Regions from separate parts of the Arachis hypogaea genome. Here region 1 is linked to region 2. A link is a contact called in public Hi-C data. All regions are on one chromosome and are shown on one strand. The core of a region is the stretch at or near the end of the contact, and the rest is flanking DNA. Distances in the headings are between cores, read along the strand shown.

Evidence for each region. Hi-C and Micro-C count contacts between places; a contact is called where the count stands out from the background.
Region 1: a contact with region 2 is called in a Hi-C map of leaf, with 3 times the contacts expected there. The contact joins the promoter of LOC140179339 here to the promoter of LOC112747164 in region 2. A contact is called at or near these places in 2 of 8 Hi-C or Micro-C datasets (both in leaf).

Annotation. Positions count from the first base shown.
Region 1 is chr15:134,728,018-134,732,411 of arahy.Tifrunner.gnm2.J5K5, forward strand. It overlaps LOC140179339, which reads right to left and starts at 2,056. Exons shown (of 2, transcript XM_072218096.1): 1 at 2,036-2,056; 2 at 740-1,126. The coding sequence starts at 2,056. The coding sequence ends at 740.
Region 2 is chr15:134,592,116-134,596,115 of arahy.Tifrunner.gnm2.J5K5, forward strand. LOC112747164 (bidirectional sugar transporter SWEET6b-like) reads left to right here and starts at 1,531. Exons shown (of 6, transcript XM_025795162.3): 1 at 1,531-1,573; 2 at 1,687-1,723; 3 at 2,258-2,474; 4 at 2,599-2,760; 5 at 3,255-3,377; 6 at 3,457-3,607. The coding sequence starts at 1,531. The coding sequence ends at 3,603.

The DNA.
Region 1 (4,394 bases), core at 806-3,305, 140 kb after region 2:
TAACTCGAGAAAGAGAAAGGGGACCTCAAGACTCAACTAGGAGAATTATGCAGCAGCTGGCCAATATTTTGTTGGAGAGGACAAGCCCGAGATAATATGGGATAGTGTCGCAACGGGATGGAGACACCGTAACCCGACCCCTCCCCCGCGTTATGGTCTTGTACTGTTCAGGACTGTTTGTTTGTTTCGGCTTGGCCTATTAGCTAAGGAATTATGAAATACTGCTTTTATCAAAGGTTATGCATCTGTGCATCTTTAAAGCATAGTAATAATGGATCATTTCACATGTGCCGTTTGCCTTCCCCACGAATTGTAATAATTTGTGTATAGGCGCAGACTTAATGTTATATCATCATCCAACAAATCTTTCATACCAGATCAAACTTAGATTTATCCACGCACAAAAACAAAAACATAATAAAAATATATTCCATATGAGGATCACCATGCATAAATTCTTAACAAAAGAGGAGATAATGCTACATACTGTAATATCATATACGAAAAGCATAAACAACAAGCTTGAACAACACAAATCACAAAATAGATATTTTCATTCGAATACAAACGATTCCAAGAACCCCTGCACCTCATAATCCACCATGCATTGCACACACGAAACACAGGACAAATCTTCCACAACACCTATGGTGCCTCGAGTAGGGCAACTGGTAGACTGACAAACCTCGGACTGTCCAGGATTTGACGGTTTAACCTCCACCTACCGAGGCTCAAATACCTACCTGAAGACCTCTTTGCACCTTTTGACCACCCTAGAAGCACGTACAGTTTCAAAAAATTCAAGTTCCCTTCGCATGTTCCCTTCATCTTCCTTGCCATGAGACAGTAGCAGCATCGCACACAAGTAATAGGCTTCAACATCGCCACCCGTTGCAGCCATAGTCAAGGTGTCCATTCCACCGATGCAGTGGCCACTCCAGATGAAATCAATCATCCCTACCCGGAGTAGAGCAGCCGGATTTCCTGTTTCCGTGCAACAATCTAGGAAACTCTTTTCTGGATTGTCATAGTAATATAAAAAGGACGCAATCGGTAACTCCAACATCGACGCGTACTTATAAACAGCGCCGGACCTCGCTGCACCCAAAAACACCTTGTAAGTCGCCTACATGTTGAACAAATCCTTAATCGAATTTGATGCAACCTTCATGGCAATCCTCACCCATATATCGCGAGGAAGAATATTACTCAAACATTTGTACGCAATGACTACGTTCCTTTTCTTTCTGTTCTTCTTGGATGTTCCAGCCATTTCCAACACTTTTAGAGGGAGGGGGCTTGGAAAATATCAAGAGGATAGAGGACCACCAACGCGTTTTGTGTTCCTACTATATCCTTTTTAATGTTATTATATACTGTCATTTCAAATTATGGTTCAGTGCCTCGTACGTTTCTTTACCGATTGTTCAGGATAAGACCAGTTAATTGATAGAGGAGAAATGATCGTTATTATTAACTAGTTGAGTAGTTAATTTAATTTAATTTAATTTAATAATAACTGTGCTATCCTATTTAAATGCTTTGATTTTACAAAGCAATAATTTAATACTAACTGTTCATGTATTGAATGGTTTAATCGACTTTAGGGTTCTATTCTTCTTAATTTAATTGTTTAATTTAATTACTCATTGAATAACTGTTATCTCTTATTTTTTTGCCGAAAAATTTAATTTAATCTTTTATTTTTCCAAAAATAAAAGAAGTACAATATTTAAACATGTTAAAAGTGATTAATTTATTTTTTAAAAAACTTAAATGTTCGATAAAAAATTTAAAACAAGCTAAGTACAAAAAAAGAATACGAAACAACTTTTCACTTTACACAAGTAACACACAGTCAAATAATTAATGCATAGGAAATGTAAAAAATATCCCTTTTATATATATATATATAACTTCTCTGCCTCTCCATCTCCTTCTCCTTCTTTCTACTACCCTCCTCTACTCTCCAACTTCTGCTAGACTGCCACACCCATCTCATCTCACGGCGTACACTACGCACTCTCAAACTTACCTCAAAAGGAAGATTCCACATCGCATGCCTAAGAACGACCCATCCAGAGGAGAACCGTCGTCGCCGGAAGAAAAATTGTTGCTTGAAGGGTCCTCGTCGTTGGCCATATGTCGCCGTCTTCTTCTAAGAAAATGTCGCAGGAATTCGTCACGAACCACACCATTAGTCCCGACGACTTCGCAGAGCTGTCAATTGCCGCTCTGATCGACATCATCCGTAAAGATGAAAAGTGCGCAGATTGTGACCTCGTTGAGGCTACACTGGTCAAAAGGGAGAAGATTTTGAAGGCTAGACTTGAAATGACTGAAGAAGAACTCAGACAGGCGAGGGCGCAAAGGTTTACCGCCAAGGTCAGGTTAAAGGCAAAGGAGGATGAACTGGAGGAAGAAGAAAAGGCACGACGATGCCTGGAAACGATATTGCACATGGCGCGGCAAAAGAATGAAATGACCATTTGCCAAATGGATGACAAAGCAAACAAAATGATGGTAGAAATCGCCAAGCTTCGTCGACGGGAACAGCATGAGGTGCCACCGTGGCGTGACCTGGAACGCAGGCTCGACGTTTTGGATAACAATCCAAAGTTCTTGCTCCGTCAGGCTGGTCGTGAAGCGCCGCAGACGACACACAACTCCAACGATTAGGAGCTAGCCGGGCAGAATAAAGACGGGGTCAGGGGTGTTTGACATGCTACACATGTTTGATATCTTTATGTCATGTTGTTTTCCGTTGAGGCCTGTACGAATGTTTTATTTGCTTTGTTTGTTTTGTTTCCCTTTTGATCTTCTGTAATGCTACTTAAAACTCGGTTAATATAATTATATCTACTTTCATCGGTTTGTTCTTAATGTTTGTTTATCTGGAATTGTTTTAAATTACTCATGACTCAGACCCTCTACTTATAAATCAACCATATTAAAACACACGTCTAAAGTCATGTGGGCGGTTGACACAAAATTAGGGATTTACATTGCGTTGGTGCCAAATGCCATTTTCAAATCATGATTTCAGAACATTTCGGCAACTATTTATATGTGCGTTATCAAAGACCTGTTTATCGATTTATCCTTTCTTGCAAATTGGTATTACACCACAAGAAGCGCGTTTGATTGTCAAGAATGTTTACGGGTTCCTTCAAACAAAAGTTATATATCTTTTAAGGGCACATACCATCATTTTATACTAGATAATAAAATAAAGGAATGTAAACATAGTATCATTTTTAGCATATACTAATATTATGTCAAATTATAGAAGATAAACATCTTTCCAATTAGATTGCTTGGATGAACAAAGAATACGAAGGCACTGATTTAAACAAAATCAAAGTACTTCTTTCTCAGGTTATAATAAAACAATTAGTGCAATTAAATAATCAAAACTCTTTAAAAAATGAATGGAAATTCTATTTTTTAAAGGACAAGTATTCAAACTCTCAACCAATTATATTGTACGAATATAATCCTGTGTTCAATTGGAACATATATGCATCTTCATTATTCAACGTTTCTATTCACTTTATACACCATCGTCAATTATTATTGCACCTATGACAAAATCTTACATTAATCAGCTAAGTTGGTTTTACAGAGTATTTTAATTATTATATCCTACAAAAATTCAATACTGCTATTAAATTGTTTAACAACTAATTATACATACAATAACTATTTTGGTTTTTCTCTTCTTTGTTCAGTCATGTGAGGTTTTTTTTTGGTATAGTAAAAAGGACCATACTAAACCATTGATCTAGTTTAAACAACATTATTAATAAACGAACACTTGAGCCCAACATTCGTTTCAGAAAAAACATGCAACTCCATATAAAAAAATGATACTATACAGGCCCATCAGGATGCAACCAAGTTCAACCCAACTGTGTTCCAACATGACCCGCCTGACCCGGAATACCTTATGCCTCTCCTTCGTCAGTCTCTCGTCCACCATCTCCACGCCGCTTCAATCCTTCGTTGTTGTTCATCTCCGGCAAAGCCATACATCTACCCGAAAAACACTCCTTGTTATCAAATGGCGATTGAATCCCGTTCCGGCGATGACACTAACGTCTCATCATCCTTCGAACGAATGAGTTGCGGCAGATGCGCCATTCAGAGAATAGGCAACTTTGCACTGTGATTCCGCAGGGGAAAACTCCCTGCAACTTAATTCTTGTATGCATCAAACGACGTCCACGACACATCTCCTTCCTTCCCAGCCCAAATCGATCGCCTCTGATTTAACGTAATACATAATCATTAGCTGCAATTAGTTTTATCTCAAAACATCATTAACTAATTCTACATAAACCCAGATAGTTTTTAGATCTAACAAAAATAACCAGGAATAAAGTAAATTTTGT
Region 2 (4,000 bases), core at 281-2,780:
ATTTTATTGATATTTTTTAATAAAAATATTTTTGTGTTTTGTAAATATATCCGATATTCAATTCGATCTGATCCGCAAATGTGTGGATCGGATCGGATCCAAACTTAAAAACTGCGGATATTGAATCCGATCCGATAATTTTAGTGTAAATCGGATCAAAATTTTGGTCATATCTAATCCGCATTCACCTCTAATTAATTTGAGTTTCCAAAAATTAAACATCTCAAATTAATACTTAAACGATACAATAATAAACTAAATTGAGCCTTCCATCTTTTTGTTAGGCATCATCCAAATATATTTGTCTTTTACCCTAAATATATGTACGCTCTCCACTATTTGGAGTTTAATAAAGAGATTCAAATAAATTGTAAAATGATTAAAATACATGTGAAAGGGCAACAACTATCATTGGATATCAAATTTACACTAAATGGAAAGTGAATTTTAAGTTAAGAATTTACTTTATAAATTCAAGGCATAGTTATTATAAAATTCAGATTGCAATGAAAAATGTGATAAAATCAAATCCAATATTCAACGTATTAATTGGATAGGATTTTAGATTTTTTGGTATGGATAAAATAATTTTATCTCTCAAGTTAAAAATGATTAAAGTTCTACAAATTATATATTTCAAATTAGTTTGACAAAAATCCATTTCGACATTTGAAACAACATTTCAAAACTTATTTTTTAAATATGAGGACAAAATTATTTTACTTTTCAATTTTAATTTATATATGTTAACAACCAATTATATTGGATTAATTCAAATAAAATAATGTTTATTTATCAAATTTCAGAATATCGGTAAATCTATTATAAATGAACGAAATTCGTACCAACAAAATTAGTTTTGTTCATTTTGTTAATTAAATTTATTATTATTTTTAATTTTTATGACTAAAAATAGTAGTTTAATTTTTTTTTTCATCTTATTTTGTTGGGCTTATAATTTTTTAGACTAGTTCATTAGACTAGTTCATTGGACTCGATCTGTTTCTATTGCTCAATGTATAGTGTACACTGTATACACCCTTAGTAAATTAAATTAAATTATTTAAAATCTTTTGAAAATATCACTTCCTTTAACTATTAAAAATATTAATTAAATTTATCTATTATAAAAAAAAGTTTAATTTTGATGCATGATCGTATAAAATATTTTATACAATACAATTATATTTATTTTTTTAGATAACTATTACGTAGATATATATATAAAATTATTTTACATTATATTAAAATTAAATTCACAATACTAAAATTAGTAAAATTGTCCCCAGAAAAAATAGGTAGTTTAGATTGAATCTAATTCAAATTTGAAATAGATCAGAAGATAATTAACTAACTTATCTTTTTTGTTTTTTCTATTAGTTATCCAAAAAGATTTTATATTCTATCTATCTATCTATCTATATATATATATAGCAGTTGTTGATGCATGTAGCTGTCAATTCTCCACTCTTCTGCTTACTTAACTCTTTCTCTCTATTTGGGTGTCATTGAAGAAGAAGAAGAAGGAGGATGGTGAGCGCTGCACTTGTTCGTACCGTTATCGGCATTATAGGTTTGTTCATACTTCTCTCTTTAATTTGTTCCGTTGAGAATTGAATGAGATTTACACAGGTTTACGTGTTTATGCGAGTTTCTGAGAGGTTTTTGCATTGCTTCTGTGCGCAGGGAATGTGATCTCTTTCGGCTTGTTTTTCTCACCAGCGTAAACTAACTCTAGACTCAGCATCTACTTTTATTTATATGTTTTTGTTATAATTGCGTCTTTTTTTTTTTTGTTCTTTGTCAATAATTTCGGTGTGATTGATCATGTTATTCTGCTTATTTGTTCATCATTGTTTGATGTTTGATTGTTAAAGATTAATTATGATACAAATAAAAAAATAAAATAACGATAAAACTTTCATGATGACTGCCGAAATCTCATGCACTGTCATTATCAGAAAAATAAATTTTCTAGGGACCTTGGATATATATAATTTTGCGATTTTTTTTTTCAGTTTTTTAATAATTTCCACTTGAAAAATGCTATTTTGGAATAATAATAATAATAATGAAAAAAATAAAGAAAAAGTCGAACCCGTGTGATATAAACAAGTAATAATTAAAGTTTCATTATCTAATCCAACATTTAAATAGCTAATCAGGTTATCAATAACTTTTTTTCTTACTTTTTGCCTATCAGAATATTCAATTTTAAATTTTTTTGTTTGTTTATTTGAATGAATGTTTCTTTCAGACCAACATTCTATCGGATAATAAAGAAAAAGTCCGTGGAAGAGTTCAAACCCGATCCATATATAGCAACGGTTTTAAACTGTGCGTTTTGGGTGTTTTATGGGCTTCCTTTCGTGCACCCTCACAGTTTTCTTGTGGTTACCATCAATGGCGTTGGCCTTGTCTTCGAGTTCGTCTATCTCACCATTTTTTACATTTATGCCACTAACAAAGGACGGGTCTGTATATGGATGCTTCTTCTAATTTTTTTAATATTTTATTTTAATTTCTATAAGTTTGAATCGTGTAGATTATGTTAATCTAGCTATTCTTATTAATTATATTGTCTAATAATAATTTCAGAGGAAGGTACTACTCCTTCTGGGATTAGAGGCTTTGTTCTTTGCCGCTGTTGCTCTTATAACGTTGCTGGTACTACATGGCACTCACAAAAGATCGTTAGTGGTTGGTGTACTGTGTGATATATTTAATATCATGATGTATGTCTCTCCTCTTACGATCATGGTAAGTTTTCAATTTTTAATTCCTAATTATCCCATATGTTTGCATAATTTTTAATTCTTATTTAAACCCATACGCTTAGGATTTGTATTGGATACAGTTAGATAAGGTTTTCTTTAATTCAAATTAATTTAAAATTTAGTCGTTTTGAATAAATCTTATTTAAAATTATAATGTCCAATTTAAGATTTTAAATTGGATTATTTAGAATATTTTAAATATTTATTTTTAAATTTAAAATCAATTAAATTTAATGTAAAATATTTTTTATTAGTTAAAAAATATTATTTATTTTAAAATATTTATTAAGTTTATTTATATGTATTTGTTTTTTTGTACTCTATAACTCTATAACTGTATTTAGTCACCAAAAAAAACTCTATAACTGTATTTACATGTATTAAGTTTTTTTTTTACTCTATAACTGTATCCACAAAAGTTTATTATGTCATCCAAAACTGACATTAGTTTCGGTATATTTTTAAATTATTGACAAGGCAAAGGTTATAAAAACGAAGAGTGTGGAATATATGCCGTTTTGGCTATCTCTAACTAACTTCCTCAATGGAGTGTGCTGGACAATATACGCTCTCATCCACCCTTTTGATATTTACGTCCTGGTACGTGGTAACTAACTTTTCAAATATCGGATCTATTTTTAATTAGTCTCTAATAATCTAGTAATACATATGGCTGCAGGTAAGTAATGGAATTGGAGCTTTGTCTGGACTGATTCAGCTGATATTATATGCCTGTTATTGTTCCTGTAATAATGGAGAGAAGAACGGTGATGGTAATGATACTGTGTCAACTACAGTGGCTAATAAAAATATTGAATTAGTTTGATGTATCATTCCATAACCCTAACAACATTCAAATTTGGGATTCCTATGATTTATTTAGATTTCTGGGAGTAGTAGTGCGTAAATAGTGCTATTTTTGTGGTTTAGGAAATTGAGGAATATTTTTATGAATATTTTTAGTTGCTGTTTTTCTACTTTGTTATTTTTAATAGTGCTATTTTGCTATATATATATATATGATAAAATTATATCCAATTTTTTCTAAAAAAATATGTAATTTACTTTCTATAATATTTTAATCATAGTAGAACTAACTATTTTATAATTAAATTATTATTTAAAATAAATAATTATATAATTTTTTTAAATATTAATAATAAAATTGATCACCATCAAATTCACTAGTCCACCATATTTTTATAGTATTGACAATTAGGTGC